Linked DNA regions of Mus musculus: all the other regions are linked to region 3. Evidence: chromatin contacts called from public HiChIP or PLAC-seq and promoter capture Hi-C data. All regions are on one chromosome and are shown on one strand. The core of a region is the stretch at or near the end of the contact, and the rest is flanking DNA. Distances in the headings are between cores, read along the strand shown.

Region 1 (2,700 bases), core at 66-2,565, 490 kb after region 3:
AACACACAGAGATCTTCCCGCCTCTACCTCTTGAGTGTTAGGATCAAAGGTGTGTGCCTCTACTCCAGGAGTACCCTTTTTTGTTGTTGTTGTTTTACAATTTTTAAAAAAATATTTCTGAAATCACAAGAATTACATCTTCTTCCTCCTTTCCTTCTCTCCCCAAATCTTCCCACAAACTCCTTTTGCTTTTCTTCTCAAATTCATGACCTCTATTGCTTTAATTGTTATGACATACATATACACTATATATACATATACATGAGTATATATGTACATATAAGAATATATGTATATATATATATTCCTAAATATAGAAATAAAAAGCTACATACATATATGTACACATATATTACATATATATAATATATGTATGCTTTCAGGGAGGCCCTCTTGTCTTTGGGTACCCAATATGGAGGCTCTTTCCTGGAGAAAACTAATTCTGCTGTTAGCTGTAATTCCTTTTCTGGGACTGAGGCTCCATGAGAGGCCCCTCTTCCATGTTAGCCAGTCTGTAATTGGTGTTGGTGTCCTCGTTCAGGTCTGGTTAGGTAGTCATGACAATGAAACTTCACGGGTGTTGCCTCTCTGACATTTCTAGGAGGCAAATATTCTTTTTTTTAAAGATGTATTTATTGTTATATGTAAGTACACTGTAGCTGTCTTCAGACACACCAGAAGAGGGTGTCAGATCTCCATGTGGTTGGTGGGATTTGAACTCAGAACCTTTGGAAGATCAGTCAGTGGGAAAATGTTCACAGCCAACTTCCTGGCTCTCTGTCTCCCACATTCTTCTCACCCTCTCCTCTGTTCTGAGTTCTCAGGGCAGGGGTTGTTGCATCTGTTGGGTTCAACAACACTGCCGAGTGTTCTCTGTGTTAGATCATCTGTGGGCTTTTGTAACGGTCTCCGTCTGTTGTAAGGAGACACTTCTTTGATGAGGATGAGACCTATGCTTTCTGTGGGTATAGGATAAATATGTAGAATGTAGTTAGGAATTACGCTGATTTTGTAAGAAGGTAGGTATAGGTTCTCCAAGAGCCATGATTCACTAGTCTGGGGCAGTTGACTAAGGAGCAGACATGATTTCCCTCATGTTGTATGGGCTTTAAGTCCAACTAGAGAACTCTCAGCCCCTGTTAAAGTATAGGTGCCACTATAGCGACCTTGCGGGTGCTGTGCTCATTGCTTTAATTCCCAGGCATCATAGCTGGGAAGAGCTATTGCTTGCTTCCTTAAACATTTTAAGCTGTCTGTTTTCACAGAGTTGGCAACCCAGGGTGCCCCGTGGCAGAAGCCTGACCTAGCTTACAGCTGATGACCCCTGCTGCTATGGCGACAGGCAGGTTTCTGGTGAATTCAATTACTAGGCTTCCACACTGAGAGCAGAGACCAGGAATTGGCCTCCTGCCAGAGACTTTGAGACTTTGAGAAAATTTACTTCACAAAGAAAGCTTGGCGGTGGGGGGTTGGGGAGGCTAGTAGGGAGGGAGCAATCTGGATTTTAGATGGTTAAAACCGTTTACCAAGGGTGGAACCGAAATTCAAGGTGACTCTAAATAGCATGGGGAATTGAGACTGGCACCACACCCTGTCACATGTTTATTCACTCAGAAAATTTGAATTGTACTGTTTTAAATGTTCATGTACACACACACACACACACACACACACACACACACACACACACACACACACACACACACACATGCACATTTATGTCCTTGTCTGGTATCATAGGGCTTTTCTTGCACTCTGGAAGGTCTTTCTCTTTTTTGTCTTTGTTTTTGTCCCAGCCTTCCCAGTGCTGTGCTGCTAGGTGTGGGCCACCATACCTGGTTTGCAGTATCCTTTCCCCCAAGCACTGTGAATGGAAACCGAGGATTCACACCTACCAAATGTATCAACATTTTAATTTTGATTGTTTTTAATTGAGTGCGTGTGTCCATGGGTGTCTTTGGGTGCTCCAGGAGGCTAGAAGTGTAAGATCCTGAGCAGGTAGGGTTAGAGGCAGTTGTGAACTCCTGGATCTTGGTGATGGGAACTGAACTCTGATCTTCTGCGAGAGCAATGCACTCTCCCCTCCCCCGACCTTCCAACCCCCACCCCCGCTAAAACAGGGTTTCTCTGTGTAGCCCTGGCTGTCCTGGAATTCACTCTGTAGACCAGGCTGGCTTTGAACTCACAAAGATCTACCTCTGTCTCTTGAGTGCTGGGATTAAAGGCAGGCACTACTATGCCTAACCTCCTTATTTTTATTTTTATTTACATTTTAAAAAATATTTATTTTGGGCTAGAAAAATAGATTATTGATTAAGAGCAAGTCCTGCTCTTCCAGTGGATCTGATTTCCAACACCCTGATCGGAGACTCACAACAACCTGTAATTCCAGTTCCAGGGGAGATGAGGACTCCTAGAACACTTGCATTCACAAGTACATACCCTCCCCCCATACACACACATACACACATATACACTCATACACATATACACATATACACACATAGACAAATATGCATATATACACACACATATATATACTCATACACATATACATATACACATATACACTCACACACATTCACACACATATATACACTGTATATTTACACACACATACACACATATACACTCACACTATACACATATATACTCACACACATATAAACTTACATACATGTACCATACACAAATACATAC
Region 2 (2,700 bases), core at 130-2,629, 340 kb after region 3:
AGATAGGGGGAAGGGATAGAGAAAAGTGGAGAGATGCTTTTCTATTATTTTGGGGGAGGTGGTGAGGAGAAAAACTATGGAGGAGGAGATATTAACCCTCTCCTACCCAGAGCGGAGAAGCTGGGCCGAGTTCATTTCCCCTTCCTACGCGAGAATAGGGGGGAAGCCCCCTCTCTGGTCATAGACTCAGATCTCCCAAGGAGGAAGGAGTTTGGGGGGCTAGACCAGCCCTCCAGGGGACGGGAAAAGGCAGGAGCCGACTCTCTCGGGGGAGTTCCCACCACCGGGAGAGCGGAGTGTCCGCGGGCCCCCGCCCACTCAGGTGGAGTGAGCAGAGGGGGCGCCGAGAGAAGATGGGCCCAGCCTCCCGGGAGACGGTGGGGCGGATTGGTGGGAGGAGGGGAAGAGAAAAGCGCAAAGCTGGCCGGAACCTGCGCTCCCCTTCCCCCGCCACCTAAAGGGGTAAGAACTGGAGGCAACACCGGCGCGGGGGACCCGGCCCCAGAGCGTCAGGCCGGCACAATACCCCCTCCTGGGCCCTAGCCCACACCCGGTCCGCGACGCCCCCACCTCCGTCCCCGCGGGGCACGGTGGCCCTAGGGGGCCTCCGCCCCGCCTCCCCAGCACCCAGGAACCCCCGGGCTACGAGGAGTAGGGACTCCGCGGAGGCCAATCCCTGGCGAGGGACGGCCGCAGAGCCCCAGGGTATCTATGGAGAGCTAAAGCGCGCCAGGGCCGCTTCCCGCCGGGCTTTCGGGCCGATCGCTTACCTTCTCCGTTGCCGATGTCTGGCGGCGGCGCCTGCAGCACCCGCTCCAGCTCTGGGAACGGCAACTCGGGCAGGTCCAGCAGCGGCCCGTAGCGTTCCAAGAAGGAGCAGACTACGGCGAAGTTGGGGCACGAACCCGGGCAGCCCGGAGGAGCCATCGCCGCTGCCGCTGCCGCCGCCGCCGCCGCCGCCGCCGCCGCCATTTTGAACTGGAGGATGGAGGAGGAGGGGATGGGGGGGCGGGAGGAGTTGGGGGGACCGAGGGATGGCAGGGTAGCTTTACGGACGACAGGAGGCGCTCTCGAGTGGACGCCCCTGCGGCGGCGAGCGTCTCGCGCCAGGCGCCGCGATCCCACAATACCACGCCGGCCCGGAGCAGTCGAGAACTGAGTTAGATCGGGGACAGAGAGGCACTCTGGGCCCTTCACTTTCCGCCCTCTTCCCGTCCCCTTCCCTCTACGACTTCAAGGCTCCGACTTCTTCCCTCCCACTTCGGGGTCGCTACTGCCTCGTGTGACAGGGGGAATGAAAACAAGGGAAGCGGGGCGGAGAGGTTGGGGGCGGGACTTTCTAAGAACGATAGCCAATGGGGGGAGGGGGCGGAGCTTCGGGTGTGGGCCGGCTGAAGGCGAATTCCAGGCCTGGTGGCTGAACCGCTGTGGCTCAGAGTCCCTCGGCTAGCTGCAGGGAAAGGTGAAGCACGGATCCGACTGGAGGAACAACCGCGAACAGAAGCGCTGCGTGAGTTTTCTGCGGGATCTGGGAACGGAGACGACCAAGAGAGAGAGACAGAGAGGGAGTTGAAGAGAGACACCAAGATGCAGCAAAAGAGAATGGCAGGGAGGAGAGAGGTTAGGAGAAGGAAAGGTGCGGTTGTGGCTTGGCGCGGGACCCTGGAGAGAAGTCTCAGAAAGTTTGCTGAGGGGTGTTGCCCTCTCCTGAGTGTTGTGTGACCAAACTTTTCCTGGGGGGACGGTAAACACATCTCACCCCAGACAGAGCTCCCACCGACAGACCGAAGTACAGATAACACCAAAGTCCAACTTGGCGAACCAATGCGTTTTATTTTAACAGGAGCATGGATAAGGGGTCACTTACAGGAGCAGGAATGACTCAGAGACAGCTGCGACCCCAGGGCCCACCCCAGCATGGGTGACAGATTATAAAAACTGCACAGCCTGCAGGCAGCTCACTGCGTTGGCATGTCCTTTCCAAGTGACTCTGGTCTGAACCTCTTCCAGGCAGCTCAGCTGGCTTCTGCTCCTCCCAGGCAGCTGGTCCCATCTCAGAGTCTTCTTTGCAGTGCAGCTTGTCTGAGAGGCTTTTTTTTTTTTTTTTTCAGCTCAACTTCCTTTAGTTTGAGAGAGACGATCACCTTTTACTGTTTGCTCTGACAGAGAGAGACCTAATGAATCTGGTTAGTTTCAGGGACTTCCTGAAGCTGTTTTGAGTTGTTTTACTGTCCTGTTTAAAGAGCTTCCTTGCCAGATGGAACCGGTGGACCAGGGCCTAAGGTACTCTGTGGATCACTAATGAGGAATTGCCTCTGCTGGGTGACCAAATCTGAGGAACCACTCTCTACTCGGGAACTAAGATGCTAAGAAGACTCTGGGCTCAGCTCAGGCTCTAAGTTGGCCAAGGTCTAGAGGGTGAGCTAGGATTCTACTTAGAAAGCTGGGAGTTCGCTGCACAGCAGTAAGCTTGTTAGGAAGCAGAGTTCTACTCCATTCCAGAGTTGGTTGTAGCATTCTCTCAGAAAGAATCCCAGAATGGGGAAAGTCATCAACAATGGAAAATAAATAGAACCTGCAGCTTAGGAAGCAGTATACTGTATGCTTAGGAGCAGGAAGTAAGTTTGAGTTGAACCAGACTTGAGTCCTATCCCTAATTACTTTATAACCTTCCGAAGTTTCTTTGTTACTTTGAACTTT
Region 3 (2,700 bases), core at 2-2,501:
GTTCCCAATTCTAAGAAGGGACAAAGTGACCACACTTTGGTCTTCGTTCTTCTTGAGTTTCATGTGTTTTGCAACTTGTATCTTGGGTATTCTAAGTTTCTGGGCTAATATCCACTTATCAGTGAGTACATATCATGTGAGTTCTTTTGTGATTGGGTTACCTCACTCAGGATGATACCCTCCAGATCCATCCATTTGCCTAGGAATTTCATAAATTCATTCTTAAAAAACTTTTTTAAACAGAGAAATGTGTCCATGAATGAGTAAGAAACAGATCACTAGAATATTTTACATTTGGAGATTAAATACATTTATGAAAAAATTCATAAGTTAACACAAAATAATAATCACAGTGGAAATGAAAAAGTAGATTGATTTGAGGAGATCACTGTGTGTGTTTATATCTTGGTGTGATTAGTTGTAGATACTGGAAAATACAATGGCAGATGTGAAGAAAACGTTCTGTGACAGGAGGGTAAACTGAATACTGACTAAATCCCAGCTTTTGACTCAGAATCATTAGCGCTAGCATTTCAAGGTACCCACAGATCCTTTGGGCTTTTGCACTAGCCAGGGTAGCTGAATTCACATGAAACTGTAATACTTAGGAGGGGATTCGATTAAGTTATTCCCATCCCAGGCCTCTTCACTCACTCCAGCAGTCTGAAGAAATCTCCACTTAGATTTCTCACAGGTACTTCAAAGTAAATGTGTAAAACTGAACCATGATTTCATTCTCCCAAATCTATTCCTCCCGAAGTCTATTCAATCTCAAAGACGCCACCATTCACTAGCTAGACTGAGCAAAGAATCCGAGTAGACATTCCTCTTGCCACGAAAACTAGAGTGATAAACCAAGCGTTGACAGACAGCATAGAACTGTGATCCTCAGACACGGAAACAAGCCTGCAGGGACTTCAGGGTGACCGTCTGGGTGGCCTGCTTGGCCATCCCTGGGTTGCAGAGCTTTGTCCCTGTCCTTTAACAGCTGTGGAGAGGAAACCCTTTTTTCCTTAGAGCCGTGGAAACATGGCTGGTCGGATCACCTCAAGTGATGAGCAACCTGGGTCAGCACCCCTCAGGCTTGGCTACGGGCTGTGAACCTAAGGTAACTTCCTGGTTTGAGTGATGTCTGGGGGTTCCAAAGAGATGGAAACACTACTTACGGTGACTTTACAGTCGCTAACGCAAATCGTAATTCCACACCTGTGAAGACTAGCGTCTCTCAAGATGGAGGACAGGCACGAGGGAGCCCCTGACCTGAGCACGGGTGCAGGGCGTGGCCACTCGTCGTGGGGGCGTGGCCACACTCACACAGGGCTGCAGTCTGGGAAAACCCTGTGAAACCAGGCCCCCAATTTTAGGACCAAGTACTGTAGTTGGTTTGTTGTTGCTGCTGTTGATTGATGCCTGGGATTAGAACTCATTTTCTCAGAGCAACATGTTTTAATTGTGCCTTCCAAGGTAAACAAACGCTCTCTGACTCGTTATGGTTAATATAAAAATAGGCGTAGTTATTATTGCTTTCATAATTCATGGTAGCTATTTTTGTAGTGAAATTATTCAGATCGCCATTTAATCTCTTCTCACTCCCTTAAAGGAAAACAAACCTGTTTCAAACATGATAATGAGCCAGGTTTACCTTTGGATTTATTTTCTTTTTAAAAGGGTTGGGTTTTTTGTTTGTTTTGTTTTGTTTTGTTTTTGGTGTTTGCTGCGTGTCTACACGAATGGAAATGGGCAGGACAAAGGAAAGCTTCTGGTCTCTTCCTCTGTTGTTTTTGCTTTATTTCCAATACAAGGTCTCACTGAATCAGAAACTGGACAGCACATTGGCTGTCTTCAGTAGCATATGCTGTTGTATGTACTTCGAACTCTGTAAACTATGGATTAAATTCAATCTTTTCATGTTTGTCCCATCTCCTGTGGCTCTAAATGACAGGGCCTGAAACCAGCATCTCATTCTTGGCACCTCCCTTTCCTTTGCAGTCTGGCAGAGTGACCAAATTCTGTTTTGCTTGTTGGAATATTTCTTGTCCACTTCTTTCCATGTCTTCTACTCGTTTTCTTGTATTTCAAGGCCCAATAAAAGCCCCTAAATTTCTCAGTGTGCAGCAACTGCTTAAGAGAGAGCCAATTTTACCACTCACACTCTCCCAAAGCCCCCCCAACAGCAAGTCATGCTGATCTTCTAACAACACTGACTGTTCTTAAAATGCATCCCTGAAGTTTAGTCTTCTTAAGTTGTGTTCCTTCCCTTTCTCCATTCTCACATTCCCTCTGTCTCCATTCCCACTTAGCTGGATTCCCCAGCAACACCAGACTTTTTAAATTGATCCCTTTTTCTCATTTATTTTTCTTCATAACCATAAACTTAACTCTGCAATCTAGCTAGGCTTGGAGGGGAAGCCTGAAGACCTTCAGTAAGAGCAGAGGAGGTTACAGGGTATTGCAAGCAGACGGAGTTGGGGCAGCCTTCTGAGCTACAGAAATCGGGGGGGGGGAGAGATAAGATGCCCACAAGTCAGAAAAATTAGAGTTGTCCCCAGTAAGCACTGATGATCATCTTGCTGGTCTTGATCCATGGCTTCCATAATGTTCATGCCTGCTACCACCTTCCCAAAGTCCACATGTTTGCCACCCAGTCACTCAGCCTTTGCACTTAAGATGAAAAAACTGGGCACCATTTGTGTTTGGCCC

What was found. Promoter capture Hi-C pulls out the DNA fragments that hold promoters and counts their contacts. HiChIP or PLAC-seq counts read pairs in DNA pulled down with a chosen protein or histone mark.
Region 1: a promoter capture Hi-C map of stem cell-derived epiblast-like cells shows a contact between it and region 3, with 5 times the contacts expected there. The contact joins the enhancer-like site here to the promoter of Gdpd4 in region 3. A contact is called at or near these places in 5 of 39 promoter capture datasets (the 3T3-L1 cell line, hippocampal neurons, liver and 2 more) and 1 of 9 other capture datasets (macrophages).
Region 2: an H3K4me3 HiChIP or PLAC-seq map of embryonic stem cells shows a contact between it and region 3, with 10 read pairs. The contact joins the promoter of Aamdc here to the promoter of Gdpd4 in region 3. A contact is called at or near these places in 2 of 39 promoter capture datasets (cranial neural crest and second pharyngeal arch cranial neural crest) and 1 of 115 datasets of contacts at active chromatin or transcription factors (embryonic stem cells).

What each region holds. Positions count from the first base shown.
Region 1 is chr7:97,428,621-97,431,320 of GRCm38.p6, reverse strand. No RefSeq gene overlaps it. Among named protein-coding and RNA genes, the nearest start is that of Gm32945, 11 kb to the right of the region's middle. Within about 2 kb of position 1,315, at least 54 of the 459 cell types and tissues checked have an H3K27ac peak or open chromatin away from gene starts, as enhancers often do. A contact at or near this core is called in stem cell-derived epiblast-like cells, where this site is marked.
Region 2 is chr7:97,578,176-97,580,875 of GRCm38.p6, reverse strand. It overlaps Aamdc (adipogenesis associated Mth938 domain containing), which reads left to right and starts at 1,379. Exons shown (of 5, transcript NM_001177945.1): 1 at 1,379-1,510. It overlaps Rsf1 (remodeling and spacing factor 1), which reads right to left and starts at 980. Exons shown (of 16, transcript NM_001081267.2): 1 at 771-980. The coding sequence starts at 972.
Region 3 is chr7:97,918,509-97,921,208 of GRCm38.p6, reverse strand. Gdpd4 (glycerophosphodiester phosphodiesterase domain containing 4) reads right to left here and starts at 1,251. Exons shown (of 18, transcript NM_177696.3): 1 at 1,167-1,251.